4 separate regions of the Mus musculus genome follow, and regions 2, 3 and 4 are each linked to region 1. A link is a contact called in public ChIA-PET, HiChIP or PLAC-seq and promoter capture Hi-C data. All regions are on one chromosome and are shown on one strand. The core of a region is the stretch at or near the end of the contact, and the rest is flanking DNA. Distances in the headings are between cores, read along the strand shown.

What was found. Promoter capture Hi-C pulls out the DNA fragments that hold promoters and counts their contacts. ChIA-PET counts read pairs in DNA pulled down with a chosen protein or histone mark. HiChIP or PLAC-seq counts read pairs in DNA pulled down with a chosen protein or histone mark.
Region 2: a contact with region 1 is called in an H3K4me3 HiChIP or PLAC-seq map of embryonic forebrain, with 5 times the contacts expected there. The contact joins the promoter of Ica1 here to the promoter of C1galt1 in region 1. A contact is called at or near these places in 11 of 39 promoter capture datasets (the 3T3-L1 cell line, the HPC-7 cell line, cranial neural crest and 7 more), 1 of 484 Hi-C or Micro-C datasets (embryonic stem cells), 9 of 115 datasets of contacts at active chromatin or transcription factors (the 230-238 cell line, embryonic forebrain, embryonic hindbrain and 6 more) and 1 of 9 other capture datasets (embryonic stem cells).
Region 3: a contact with region 1 is called in a promoter capture Hi-C map of pre-B cells, with 3 times the contacts expected there. The contact joins the enhancer-like site here to the promoter of C1galt1 in region 1. A contact is called at or near these places in 1 of 39 promoter capture datasets (pre-B cells) and 3 of 115 datasets of contacts at active chromatin or transcription factors (double positive thymocytes, effector CD8 T cells and large pre-B cells).
Region 4: an RNA polymerase II ChIA-PET map of memory CD8 T cells shows a contact between it and region 1, with 14 read pairs. The contact joins the enhancer-like site here to the promoter of C1galt1 in region 1. A contact is called at or near these places in 1 of 39 promoter capture datasets (pre-B cells), 2 of 484 Hi-C or Micro-C datasets (CD4 T cells and the N1E-115 cell line) and 3 of 115 datasets of contacts at active chromatin or transcription factors (large pre-B cells, memory CD8 T cells and pancreatic cancer cells).

Annotation. Positions count from the first base shown.
Region 1 is chr6:7,843,679-7,846,747 of GRCm38.p6, reverse strand. It overlaps C1galt1 (core 1 synthase, glycoprotein-N-acetylgalactosamine 3-beta-galactosyltransferase, 1), which reads right to left and starts at 1,524. Exons shown (of 4, transcript NM_052993.3): 1 at 1,354-1,524.
Region 2 is chr6:8,777,008-8,780,076 of GRCm38.p6, reverse strand. Ica1 (islet cell autoantigen 1) reads left to right here and starts at 1,593. Exons shown (of 14, transcript NM_010492.3): 1 at 1,593-2,005.
Region 3 is chr6:8,628,073-8,631,141 of GRCm38.p6, reverse strand. Ica1 (islet cell autoantigen 1) reads left to right here. Exons shown (of 14, transcript NM_010492.3): 14 at 345-615. The coding sequence ends at 466. Among named protein-coding and RNA genes, the nearest start is that of Gm35621, 6.3 kb to the right of the region's middle. Within about 2 kb of position 1,646, at least 9 of the 459 cell types and tissues checked have an H3K27ac peak or open chromatin away from gene starts, as enhancers often do. A contact at or near this core is called in pre-B cells, where this site is marked.
Region 4 is chr6:8,484,181-8,487,249 of GRCm38.p6, reverse strand. No RefSeq gene overlaps it. Among named protein-coding and RNA genes, the nearest start is that of Gm26075, 16 kb to the left of the region's middle. Within about 2 kb of position 1,564, at least 60 of the 459 cell types and tissues checked have an H3K27ac peak or open chromatin away from gene starts, as enhancers often do. A contact at or near this core is called in memory CD8 T cells, where this site is marked.

The sequences.
Region 1 (3,069 bases), core at 275-2,774:
TTGGCATGTTAATTTAAATTTTTAATTTTTAAAAAGACCTTAGTCCCACCAGATTTGGTAATTAAAAACATGTATCTTTCTTTTATTTCAAGCTAGTTGTTAAAATCTCAAAGTCCTTTTAAAATATCTGTACCGAAAAGCCAACTTTTGAATGTAATAGGTAAACAGGAGCATTAAGGTAACAATTTCAATTCACATTTGATTCATAAATAAATTGCAACAAAATTCCAACCACTACTTTCACCAAAGATTTGACTTTATATTATCATGAGTTTATAGTTAAGCTGAATAACACAATTTTCATTTCAGCAAAATCAACACACAAGCAATATACAGCACATACTTTTGAATACAATTAGCCAAACATTAACTCATTATATGTACTTTTAAACTGCTTGATATTAAAGTTATCCACAACTGTAGGCTGATTTTTTTTTTAAGAGCACAATGTAGGGAGAGGGAGTTTAAGTGGGAAATGACCACAAAGCATTTGTAAACTGCTGAGTCCTGAGTAAAAAGATAGAGGAAAACATAAATTTCAAGAAAATCTGAAACACTAAAGTTAGTTGTCCACTAATGCTGACTTTTCAGTGAGTCATACTTGCCTTCCTAAGTCAGTTTTACTGAACATATGGTGAAAAGAGTTAACTGTTTGGTAACTTCAAACCTTATATTCATTTAAACTGGACAAAAATATATACTACAGCTGGCAGAAATGCTATACAATGCTTAGAGCACACAATATCGTGTGCACAAGGCTCGTCTGACATTTATCTGATAAGGAACTGGAAAATTGTACCGTTTATAAATACCTTCTAAAAACTCAAGTTTCCACTTCCAAATCCAAACTTCCACCAGAATCAAACAACTTGTAGTGTGCACAGCATTTTTTTCTTGGCACCAGGCTGAGCTATCTGTGGTCTATCCTCAACTTCCTGCAAATTACCAAACTTCTGTCCCTTCCGCGTTGCCTACTCAGTCTGAAGCACTGAAGTTCTAACTTTGTAACTTTTTAACTCAGAATACATCTTTTGACAGTATGTACTAAAAGGAAATACCGTGAATACAAAGATCTAGATTGGAAAAAAAAAATTTTTTTTCCAGGAAGTAAGGGATCTTAGAATATTCTAAGTCCCACGCCACTAGTAAGAAGTGTGGACAGAGCTCAAAAGCATTAATCCCCGATCCTCACTCTTAAATTAGTTAATTTAGAAGAGTATCTATCTAAAGTCAAAGCACTTTGTTTAACTAGCCAACATCTAGGAAAGCCATCACACTTTGTTACCAAAGGAAAAAGAAAAAACAAAAAACATTTTTTTTTTAAATCCTGCGCGTAGCAAGCCCCCAACACACCTGGCTGGTTCACTCAGTCAACGAAGGGCAGGGAAAGTTCCAACCATAACCGACCAGCTCCAGACAAAGCTGACGGTCCAACGGCGGCGGGCACTCGGGACTGTTGCGGCCGGAAGGTGCCCGCACCTGAGTGCACACAGCTGGCGGGCGCCGGGCGCGCGGAGGCCCGGGGCGGGGCGGCGGGCAGGACCGCTCGGCGCTGGCCCGCCCCGGGCGCCTCGGGCCGGACACGCCGGGCCGCGGAGAGCGCGAGGGTGGCCGCTCGCCCGCCGCCCGAGACACCTGTTTGGCCGCGCCGGCGCGGACGGGGACGCGGACCCGGGCGGCGTTCCCGAACCCTCAGTCGCCCTGCCGCCGGCAGCCGAGCCCCTGGACCCGCAGCCCTCGGGCGCCTCCGCCCGCCGTCCCTGACATCAGCCCCGGCTCCCTCTCGCCCCTCCCGGAGGCGGGGAGGAGGACGACCCCCCACCCGCGACCTTCGCTGCCCTGGCCCGCCGCAGCACGGGCAGGGGCCGCTAGCCTGGGCCGCCCGCGGCCGCCCAGATCATCTCCCGGCGGCGGCGGCGGCGGCGGCGGCCGAGGCGGGCCCGGCGCGCGCTCCTGCCGCTCGCTCCCGCCGCTCGCTCCGCCCCTCCCGACCGCGCGGCCTGGACCACGGCCCGCCTACTGCGCAGCCGCCACCCAGGGGTCTCGGAGATGCTGACGTCCCGGCTGCAGCAGCTGCAGCAGCAGCAGCAGCCCCGGGGAAGGGCGGGGCCTGGGCAGAGTGGGCGGGGACACCGCGACCTGCGGATGCGGGGATTGGCCGCCGGGTGTTTGCCCCGCCCTCCTGCGGAGTGGGCTGGGAAGTCCCGGCTTCCCCGAGCTCAGGGTTTTTTTAGCCCCCTTCTGGTGAGGTTGAGTGTTCTAATTCTCTCAGGAAAGCAGAAAGCGAAATTAGCAGGGAGTACAAGTAAAGAACTGCCTTTTAAACTGTTGTCTGTGGAACAAACCTCAACGTCACGCTGACCTCTAACCCAATCTTAGCCCCCCCCCCCTTTTTTTTTGCCTCTTTTCCTTTCACAGCATTCCTCTATCCTTAATAACAAGAGATTTGGCATAATGAAGAGTGCTCTGTAACCAGATGTGTGCCTCAGAAGAACAGAGAACTCATATAGTGACAACGGACAGAAAGCCTCTTGGAGGAATGTGTGTAATGGCATTTTACTTCTGTTCTGCTATGGCAAATACTTAAGAGTTTTACAAACTCAGCGGGGAGTGGTGGTGCACGCCTAGCACTCGGGAGTTGGAGGCCAGCCTGGTCTAATAAGTGAGTTCCGGGACAGCCAGGGCTATACAGAGAAACCCTGTCTTGAAAAACCAAAAAAAAAAAAAAAAAAAAAAGAGAGAGAGAGAGAGTTTTACAAACTCGTCTGCTCTGCTTTGGCAAAGGTCCTGTGTACCAAGAAGCTATCTTTGTGGCAGCAACGGAAGTGGGTTGCCACCTGGTGAGGCAGCAGGGAGTGGAAGTAAGATCTAGAGACCTTAACCATCATCTGCAAGGCCAGGCCCCCGGATGGAAACACTGTGCCCTGCTTGATAAATGTTCAAACTATGCAGTTCTGAGCACACCACAGCATAGCTATTAAAAGTGAGGGTTTTGGAATAAGACATTTAAGCTTTATCTGAATCCACTTTCTGCCTCTACTATTATAGATGCTAAGTTGTAAAGAACAG
Region 2 (3,069 bases), core at 344-2,843, 930 kb before region 1:
GTGATGTAGGATGAGCAGAACTATTTTCTTCCTCAAATCCTATCCTAAGCACTAGAACAAGGCTGGAGGTGAAGAAAAGTCACTTAAAGCTATGCATGGGAGGACATCCTATCATCTAACCATTCAGCATCCATCCCAGGCAGGAGGATCTCTGGTTCCAGTCCAACTTGGGCTACACAACTAGAACATGCCTCAAAAAAACAAATTAAATAAATGAATAAGACATCACTTAAGGTGTGCTCTTAAAGTCTCTGGGAGCTAGGGGGATTCTGTTCACACTGGCCAGACCCTGCTTTCATCCTGTGGGTTCTTCGATGGCAGGTACTGTCTTTGAAGGCTAAACTCAGCCTCTGTGACTGACAGGCTCTCAGACTTCTGGCCAAGGTGTCTGCCTTAGCCCTTAAATGGTTCTGTAAATCTACTTCTTTGTTCTTTCCAGAGCTTAGGTCCCAGTGAACTATGCTTCTAGGGGACACTTTCAACACATCAGACACTGGCTTTCTTATAAAAAAAAAAAAATGCATTTGCCTCAAAACCAATCTTTGATAAGTGAGTGGAATTCTTATATTTTCATGTAATTAATAAATTGCGACTGGTATGAAGACTGGTATGAGTCAAGGGAAATTTGGCCCTTCAGCGTACCTCTGATGTTAGAAGAAATTAGCATTTCTTTCTATGTTTGGACACTTTTCTTACTTTGCTTTCCTAGGGACCAAGCCCAGGGCTTTGTGCATGCTAGGTAAGTGTTCAGCCACTGAGTTATCCCTAACCATGCTTTAAACCCCACTCTCTCCTCAGGTTAAATCTTGGTTCAGACAACCCTAGGTTCAACCCTGGTTCTTCACTACTGAGCCATGCCAAGGCTATCAGATCCACCAGTCTTCCGTAGGGAACTCTGAGCTACGGTATCTTCACCCTTAAAACGGGGATAATTTTAACCACCATATTGGGCCATCAAAAAATTCAGTGTGAAGGACACAGTATTGGTTTGGCACCCAGGAAACAACCCTTTTATGTTAGCTGTGGATTTCTGGCTTGTTTGCATTATTACTAAGTAATTTTTCTTTCCACCTACTAGCTGTTCCTAGCAGTGATCATTCAACAAACTTCTCTATGACATCGAAGGAGGGGTGAGCCCAGTATCTCTATCAGTATAGACAGCATTGGGAACCATTATTTGATATCCCTCTCCTGTGATATGCAAGGTACTCCAGAAACTGAGGTTTGTGTTTTGTGACAAAGGATAAGAAGAGATGAAACACTGTCTAAAGTAAGTATAGGTGACTGATATGGCATATGGATATTAAAAAAAAGTGTGTAAATACATACCCAGCTGTTTTCTTAACACTGCCTTTTTAGCCTTTAAGCCCAAATTTGGACTCCAGATGCAAACCTACTTGTTTTGGCACTGACCTCACGAAATCTCCTGTCCATTCAAGTAACCAAACTCTATAAAGTAGCACGCACCCTTTACACAAACCGAGGAAGGAACTCTGAGGTGTTCTAGGCGTCAGCCACCTGTAGACAGGTCATTGTGACGCGAACGCTATGGACACGTGGAACACCTGCTAGGGAGCAGGGGCGGGGTCATCTCTGGCAGCAGGTCCAAACGCCAGATACCCTAGACATGGGGGTCACGGGAAAACCCCAGGGAGTAGAGAGAGGGACACTCGGTCCTCTCATCCTTGATCCGCCCCAAACCAGGTGAGACCACCGCCCTCCCCCACCAGGATCCCTGGGTCCTGCAGAGAGTGGCCGCTGTCCCCGCAGGAAGGGAGGCGGCGGGTTCTGGCGGAGGGGAGGGCGCCGGCTCGGGCCGCCGCGCTGCGCTGCGGCGCGCACCGGCTCCGCGTTGCTATTCCGGCTGGCGGCGGCCGCTGCAGGAAGGACCGCTTCCTGCGCTCCCCGCCCCTTCCCTCGCCAGTGCTGACGCTGACGTCGGCGCAGGGAGCTGGAGGGACGCTAGGATCTCCGCCGGGAGGCTCCTGGGGGCCGGAGCACCAAGGTACCTGCCCTCCAGGGCCGGGGCGGGGGCGGGCCGGGCGGGCTGCATGCTGCAGTGGGAGACGCCCGGGTGGCCGGGTGGTCGGGGGCGCCAAGCCAAGGCCGCCTCTACTGCCCTTTGCGGGCTACGGGTTCCAGGCGGGTCACCTCATCCACACACCCACCCCCCCATCGGGTGCGGGAGGAGCATCATCCTCTTCCCTCCCGCAGATCCTCCCTCGGGCCTGGATGTGTGGAGGATGCGCGCGCCCTAGGAGCGTGCGTCAGCCCCCAGGGAGCGGGAGGGAAACCAGAGAGCACCTGCGCCCATACCCAAGCCGGTGCTGGCCTACCCTTCCCTTCCTCCCAGGTCCCCTCTGGACTGGGATTTTCGTCTAGAGCTGACTTGTTGACAAGTTCACCTGCAGCGGTATCTGACGTTTACTTTTGCCGTTCCTCCTATGCTAGTCTTTGGCAGGGACTGCTAAGAGCCGATGGGTACCTTTTTTGTAATGACTGGTGCCAGGAGGCCTGTGGTTGGCCCCTGCGGGCTAGGAAGAGTCACTGAGCACGCCACGTTCTTGCAAACCCTGGCACGCGGGGTTTCTTTGGGTGCTGCGCTGCTGACTCCGCCTTTCCTGGCCCAGGCTTGATGCAGCTCCTGTTTCCTCTGAAAGTAATATCCTGTTATGCCAGTCTTTCTCCCAAGCGGCTCCCCCGTTAACCTTCACACTATCTTTTGACTTGTAGGGTTCCAAAGCCTCTGAACCACTCTTTGGAGCCTTTAACGTGCCATATCCGTGAATAACGTTTGGGGTCTTTTGGTGGGCATTAAGGTCTAGAAATGAGACTATATTCTCCATTTTTAGATAGCATTGAATCTAGCACAAGAAGGGTTTATCCATCAACCTGAGCAGCTGCTAACTAAACATTCCATGGACCTGGAAAAGACATCACCAGCTGGTTTGAAAATGGTTATGAATGGAGGAAGACACATGGAGTATTTGCTGACCATTATGGTTCTTTAAGCGATAACTTACTGCATGTGTGAGTGTTTATATCGGCAGTCTCTCAGATTGGCTCCCA
Region 3 (3,069 bases), core at 397-2,896, 780 kb before region 1:
AGGGTGAAAGGAGAAACCGCAGATGGCTCCTGGCCCGTGGGACTTAAAGGGAACCCTCCGGCAGACACCAGAAGGCACCTTGCTTCAGTCTGATTTCTGAAATAGCCAAGCTGCTTCTCGGTTGAGGGAGACAGACAGCATGTGCCGTTTTGAGTACCTCTGTGAGCTGTAGCCATTGCTGGAGGTGCCCTGAAGATGGAAATTAGTTAACTGAGTCTCAGGCCAAGGTTTGTGTTAGCCAGCCCTTCAGGGGACATGAAATTCCCCAAGGATCATGGGATTTGTCCCTCCTGAGGTGCTCATTGAGAAGGTGGGTTTGTTCATGTTTCTTCTTCTTTCCCCAGAGCCTGCCAAGGCTGCCTCGGACCTGACTGCCTGGTTCAGCCTCTTTGCTGACCTCGACCCCTTATCAAACCCTGATGCTGTTGGGAAAACTGATAAAGAACACGAATTGCTCAATGCATGAGTCTGCAACCTTCAACAGGGAGCCCTCGGGCCACTCCGCGGCACCTCATCCAGGGCTTGCAGAAGTCTAATATGCTCAGTGTGCTGTTTTAATATTTACATGCCATTTTAATAAAATGAGAGGGTCAAGGCCCTGTTTCTATCGCTATAGTTATTCACTCCTGTTTGGTTTGTATGTAGTCCGTGTGCATTGAACAGTAGAGGAGTACACAGGGGCCGCTGGCAGGCCACTGCTTACTCTTGCTGACACCCAAAATCCAAGGCTAAATCACACACCTGCATGTGGACTTACACACGTCCTCAGGGGCACCAGGAGGCTCAAAGTGCTTTCTCACGTCCCCATCCCTCTCAGAAGAGGTGTCAGGAAGAGCCCTTCTGCCATGCCACTGTCCACTGAGCTCTGGATGAAGATCCAGACAACCGAAGACACTGTCCCCTGCCACACTTGACTGCGGCCACGTGCCACACTGGCAGAGGAGTGGGGCTGCTTTCTGCTGCATGGACCTTTCTATTGAAGGCAGCCATCCTTGCACATCCTAGTGTCTCCTTTTATCTTTTCCGTAGCTGAATTCAAAAGCATAAACTCCAGGAGCCTCATGGAACCTTTTTTTTTTTAAACAGAAAATTTTAAACATTAAGACAACATTTGCTATACAAACTCAAGTCGTGGATTCTGTGTGGAGACCCAGCTGTGCTAAGAAAAGCATCATTGAAGGTGCAATAGAGGGGCAGGGGGCCCCATGGGCAGTTCTGCAGCTATTGGTCAGAACTGTACATCCCCAAATAAGGCAGCCAGCTACAAGGGCTGCCTGGGACTTTTGTAGGACCAAGAAATAGTGGTAATTACAGATTCACATGTAGCCACATCAACAACTTAGATACCCTGTCAGACTCCCAGACCCCAGAGTTTCTCTATGTCACAGGTAACCTGCTAAGTTAGGGCCCTCTCACATGCCCTCATGTAGACCTAAGCAATGCACAGAAGGCCCTGTGTAAGTTAGTGGTCCAGAAAAAAAGGTTCTCTGTGCTTAGGCCTCTTGAGGGCTCCTGTTGCCTATCTCAGAGAAGGCTCCCTGGGCTTCCTTCAGAAACTCACCCTCAGAAAGGACCTGCCTGCAGTTCTAAAACCACTCTGAGGGCTGGAGACACGGGCCGTTACAGATGTCTTCTTGGTAAAGGAAATGTCTGGGAGCCAGCTGAGGGCCTGGCTTGGGTAGCTTTCCCTGGCTTTGCTGTCTTGTGCTATCAGAGGTCTTGTTGCCAGAATCGTCTCTGGCAGATTTCTCAGCTCCACGTTAATACACTTTGAGGTTGTCACGATACAGAATCAGAACCCAACCTCACACTCCTCTAAACACAGGCATGCTTGCCACCCCTTTAATGTACCGTCCCAGGGGCCTGTGTGCTATGTGAGACTCCATGACAGCCTTCTTCAGTCCTCAAGAGCTTCCTCACAGTCCACCTCCACCATGAGAATGTGGAGCCTCTACCTGCACCTTCAGTTCTCCAAGGATGAAGCTCTACTGTCTCCTGAGAGTTTGGCTCCTGCCCTACCGCTCTCCTCCAGCCATGCCAGGATGGTGCTTCCTAGCCTTGACAGATACGTGCTTTAGACACATGCCTCTACCATTAGACAGTGCCACTTGCGTGGATTAATGATCGCCAGGTCAAGTTGCCCAGCATGGAATGAGGAGTAAGGGTTCTAGTTTCATCCCAGGTCACATTTGTTTGTAGCCATGGAAACCCCAGAAGTCACAGTGAGGAGCTGAATCTGGAAGGCCTGTCTGGCTCCGTCTAGGCGATGGGAAGGCATGGAGGTTGAGGGAGGTAGAGTTTGGAATAGGATAAGCAGTAGGAGGCTGCCTTTTAAAACTGATCAGTGAGTGGGGGGTAGTGGATCACAGTGGTTGAATAAGCTTTGCAACCGGAAAAGGAAAGGGTTGCTCATGGAGGCATTTTCTCCCCAAATTGTCTTTATATTTCTCATGAAAAGGAAAGAAAAGAAGAAGACTCAGTCTCCTTTCCCATCTGCAATCCACTGGGGCAGCCTCTTGATCCCTGTTGAGAGGCACGTTTTGACCCTGCTCACACAAAGCCCCTTGACCACCTCTCCTAAGTAAGGGGAAGCAGCTGCCACCTGGCTCTCTTGTAAGAGCCCCGTACACCCGCCTGGCCAAGAGGCTTCCTCTGGGACCCACCTTGGGGTCTCCCCAACTGCCCACACAAGTGTGATCTCTGCCATGAAGGAGACAATATGTCTTTACCCTCTTTGCCAAACAAGTCTCGCTTCATCTCCAACTCCCTTCGGGCAGCCTGAGCCACCGTTACAATGGAGCTTGAGCTACAGGTAGACCCAGGCTCTCCTTGGCTTTCTGGCTATTTCTGATGGCTTCAGCATGACCCCCGGTTCCCCTCCCTTTTCCTCAGCTAACAGATAAAGAACGCACACACTGTAAGGAGGGACGAGGCATGATTCTGTTTGTGCCTGCCTTCTTTCCCCAACTGGCACTGGCTCTCGGTTCACTTTACAGATTCATTCCCCTCGAAATGTAATTTTAGAAATGTCAAGTTGATTTTGAGTTCTGGGTGAGTGAAAAAACCAAT
Region 4 (3,069 bases), core at 315-2,814, 640 kb before region 1:
GGGCTGGCCTGACGAGACACGCATCAAGCGCTCCTGTCTCTAAGCACACACCAAACTCCCATTAGCTCAGCAAGTAAGGGACTCAAAGGCCCTGAGCTATGATACTCTCCGGGGCTCAAAAGCTCTGGCCTGCTTTCAGAAAGCTGGGATTCTACTACTTCTGTCAACAGAAACAGCAAAGGGATTTTCACGAGCGGTTGGAGTGAAAAAGAAATGAGACCAAATATTGAGAAACTGGTGGGCATTCACTGAAAAGCAACGAGCACGATTTATAAGGCCGAAGGGACTGCCTTCCAGAGGCAGATGAAAGAAGAGAGTCTCTCAGCATGTCCACCAGGGGCTAACCATCCAGGACTGGCTCGTAGGCCACGGCCAAGAGTACTTGAAGGGCATAAACAGCGTGGATGGAGGGAAGTTATTTAGTGTGGTCCGAGGGGACAGAGAAGGAGTGATGGAAATGAAACTCAACATGGAGACGATTAAGGTGGCAGAGCAGGTCACACGCTGTAATGGAGGGTCTATTATTGACTGTGCAGCGCTTGTCCCCTGGGGAGCCAGAATCCCTTTCTCTTGTACTATTTGCAATTGGAAAATGCACTAAAAAGTAGCCAGGCGTTCTGGGGAGGGCAAAACCACCATGTGCCCTCAGAGAACCACTGAGATGGTTTAATAGGCCTTTCCTATCTCAAATTTCTGTGCCGGACCTAGTGTACACAGGGCCCCGAGTTCCCACCACCCGAGCTGCGTCTTTGTTATTTATTATAAAGAGCCAGTGAAGAAATCATCACAGGAAACAATACCTGTGCTACAAAGAGGGAGAGGCCTACAGAGTCCCGATGCTTTCATGCGACTGACTAGGATTCCTTTCACATTGTGCCATAAGCATAAAGAAACATGTCTACCAACTGAGACCTGGGACAGCATGCTCCTATTGACCCCACTCTAAGGCAAAGGACAAGAGGCGTTATCACATTTGGATGTTGGCTTTGAAAATAAAAACAATCAAATAGATGGCTTTCTAATCTAGGAGAAAGACTTACAGTCTATCTTTTCCAAATTTCTTAGCCATGAAAAACAGTGAAGAAGCTATTACCGTGTAGAAACTCGGGCACTAAGGTGTTGAAGGCATGTATCCAACAGACAATTCTGTTTACAGCTGCAGCTGAAAAGAGCAACTGACACATCCTAAAACCTGTGGTGGCACAGGCACACACGTGGGATGATGGCTGCAACTGAAAGATGGAACTTGGAACCGTAAAGACAAGCACTAGCATCATCGTGATTGCAAGAAGGCACACAGCTGTGACCATCGCGGCCCCTCTCACCCAGAGGATGATGGAAGCAGGGTGGCGAACAAAAAACAAGGAGCAAGAGGCTAACAGGAGGGAGGGGCAGTGAGAGACAAAGCAAGAGAAGTTAGAGCTGGGGAAGCCCGCAGATGTCAGCTCTTCACAGGTGTGGGCTATCTCACTTCCTGATAAAATCAGGGTACTGTGGTAGGTACTAAGCGAAACTTGGCGTTCTAGAAGACTGAAGCTTCTACAAACAAATTCGGGGGTTGACCTACAGAGGACAGATATAGGTCAACCCTCATCCTGCTGCTCGCAGCAGCTGTGGCCAATGAGAGACACAGCTGCCTGGCACATTGAGTTAAGCTGCTGCTGAAATCAACAGAAGCCATTTCCTGCCTTTTTGCTGGCTTCTCTAGTCTGGTTAGGACCAGTTTAAGTACAAGCTGAGCACCGCCTTGCTAGAGTTCCTGGAACACTGTTGCGTGACTTCAGCTGATCACCTGCTCCTCTCTCGCTCACCTGAAAGATCTGTTTCTGTCTTCAAAAGGAGGCTTAAGACACAACAGTCCCTCATTACGCAGCATGCTAGCACAGATTTGTAGAACCAGGGAGAGTTTATCTATTTTTACTTCAAAATAATGGTTGGTAAAAAGGGGGAGTCTACACAAAGACCTATTTCCATAGAGGACAGAGCAAAAATTGTTAGGTGGCTGATTCGAGATTACCCAGAAAGCCCATGGTTAAGACAGAAGGAGAACGGAGCGAGTAGGTCTGGGAATCAGGAAATTATGAAATCAGACCCAAAGACTGAACCTCACTGGCCCACTAGGTTAATTAGCAGTTGGAGATGACAGCTCAGCAGCACATGTTCCTACAGGCTAGCTGATTAGTAGTCTGGCAGGAGATTTGACCCAAGTTGGTACTAGGTTGATTAGATAAGGCTGAGAAGAAATACTTTCCGATCACTTTCAGGAAAGAACTCTACTTCTCTGAGTGATGTAGTAAGAAAGCATTTGGGCACCTGTGGCTGCTGGCCACTGTTTGGAATCCTGAGAAAGAGCACTTCTGGGCTTCTAACTACATAAGGCAGTAACTGCCAGGACAGAAGCAATGACTCAGGGATAAAGTGCTTAGCGCGAGGCGTGAGGATCTGGGTTCAGACCTCCGGCTTTCATGTGAACGTTCCACTGCAGCACCTGGCTGACACTCGGGGATAGGCGTGTGGGAGGCAAGCAGTCAGACCCTGGGGTCTTGCTGACCAGGCATTCTGGCCAAGTGGCAATTTCTAGGTTCAGTAAAGAACCCGGTCTTAAAAAAAAAAAAAAAAAAAAAAGCAACAGAGGAAACACTGCTTGCTGCCTCTATGTGTCCTCCATCCCACATTACCAATTCATTTCCTTAGTCAGCTGGATTGGCTGACTGGTGGCTCTAAATTTTATAAGAATTTGTCACATTAGCCGGGCGTGGTGGCGCACGCCTTTAATCCCAGCACTCGGGAGGCAGAGGCAGGTGGATTTCTGAGTTCGAGGTCAGCCTGGTCTACAAAGTGAGGTCCAGGACAGCCAGGGCTATACAGAGAAACCCTGTCTCGAAAAACAAAAAACAAAAAACAAACAAAAAAAAAGAATTTGTCACATTCATTTTTTTTCTTCCTGGGGATTCTCATTTTGTTTTTGTCAGTTCCTATCAACAATTGTCAATATTTCAATATTTTTACTATTCTTATAGGGTTTTGTTTGTTTTGTTTTACTTTTCTCTTTATTTTGTGACAGGGTCT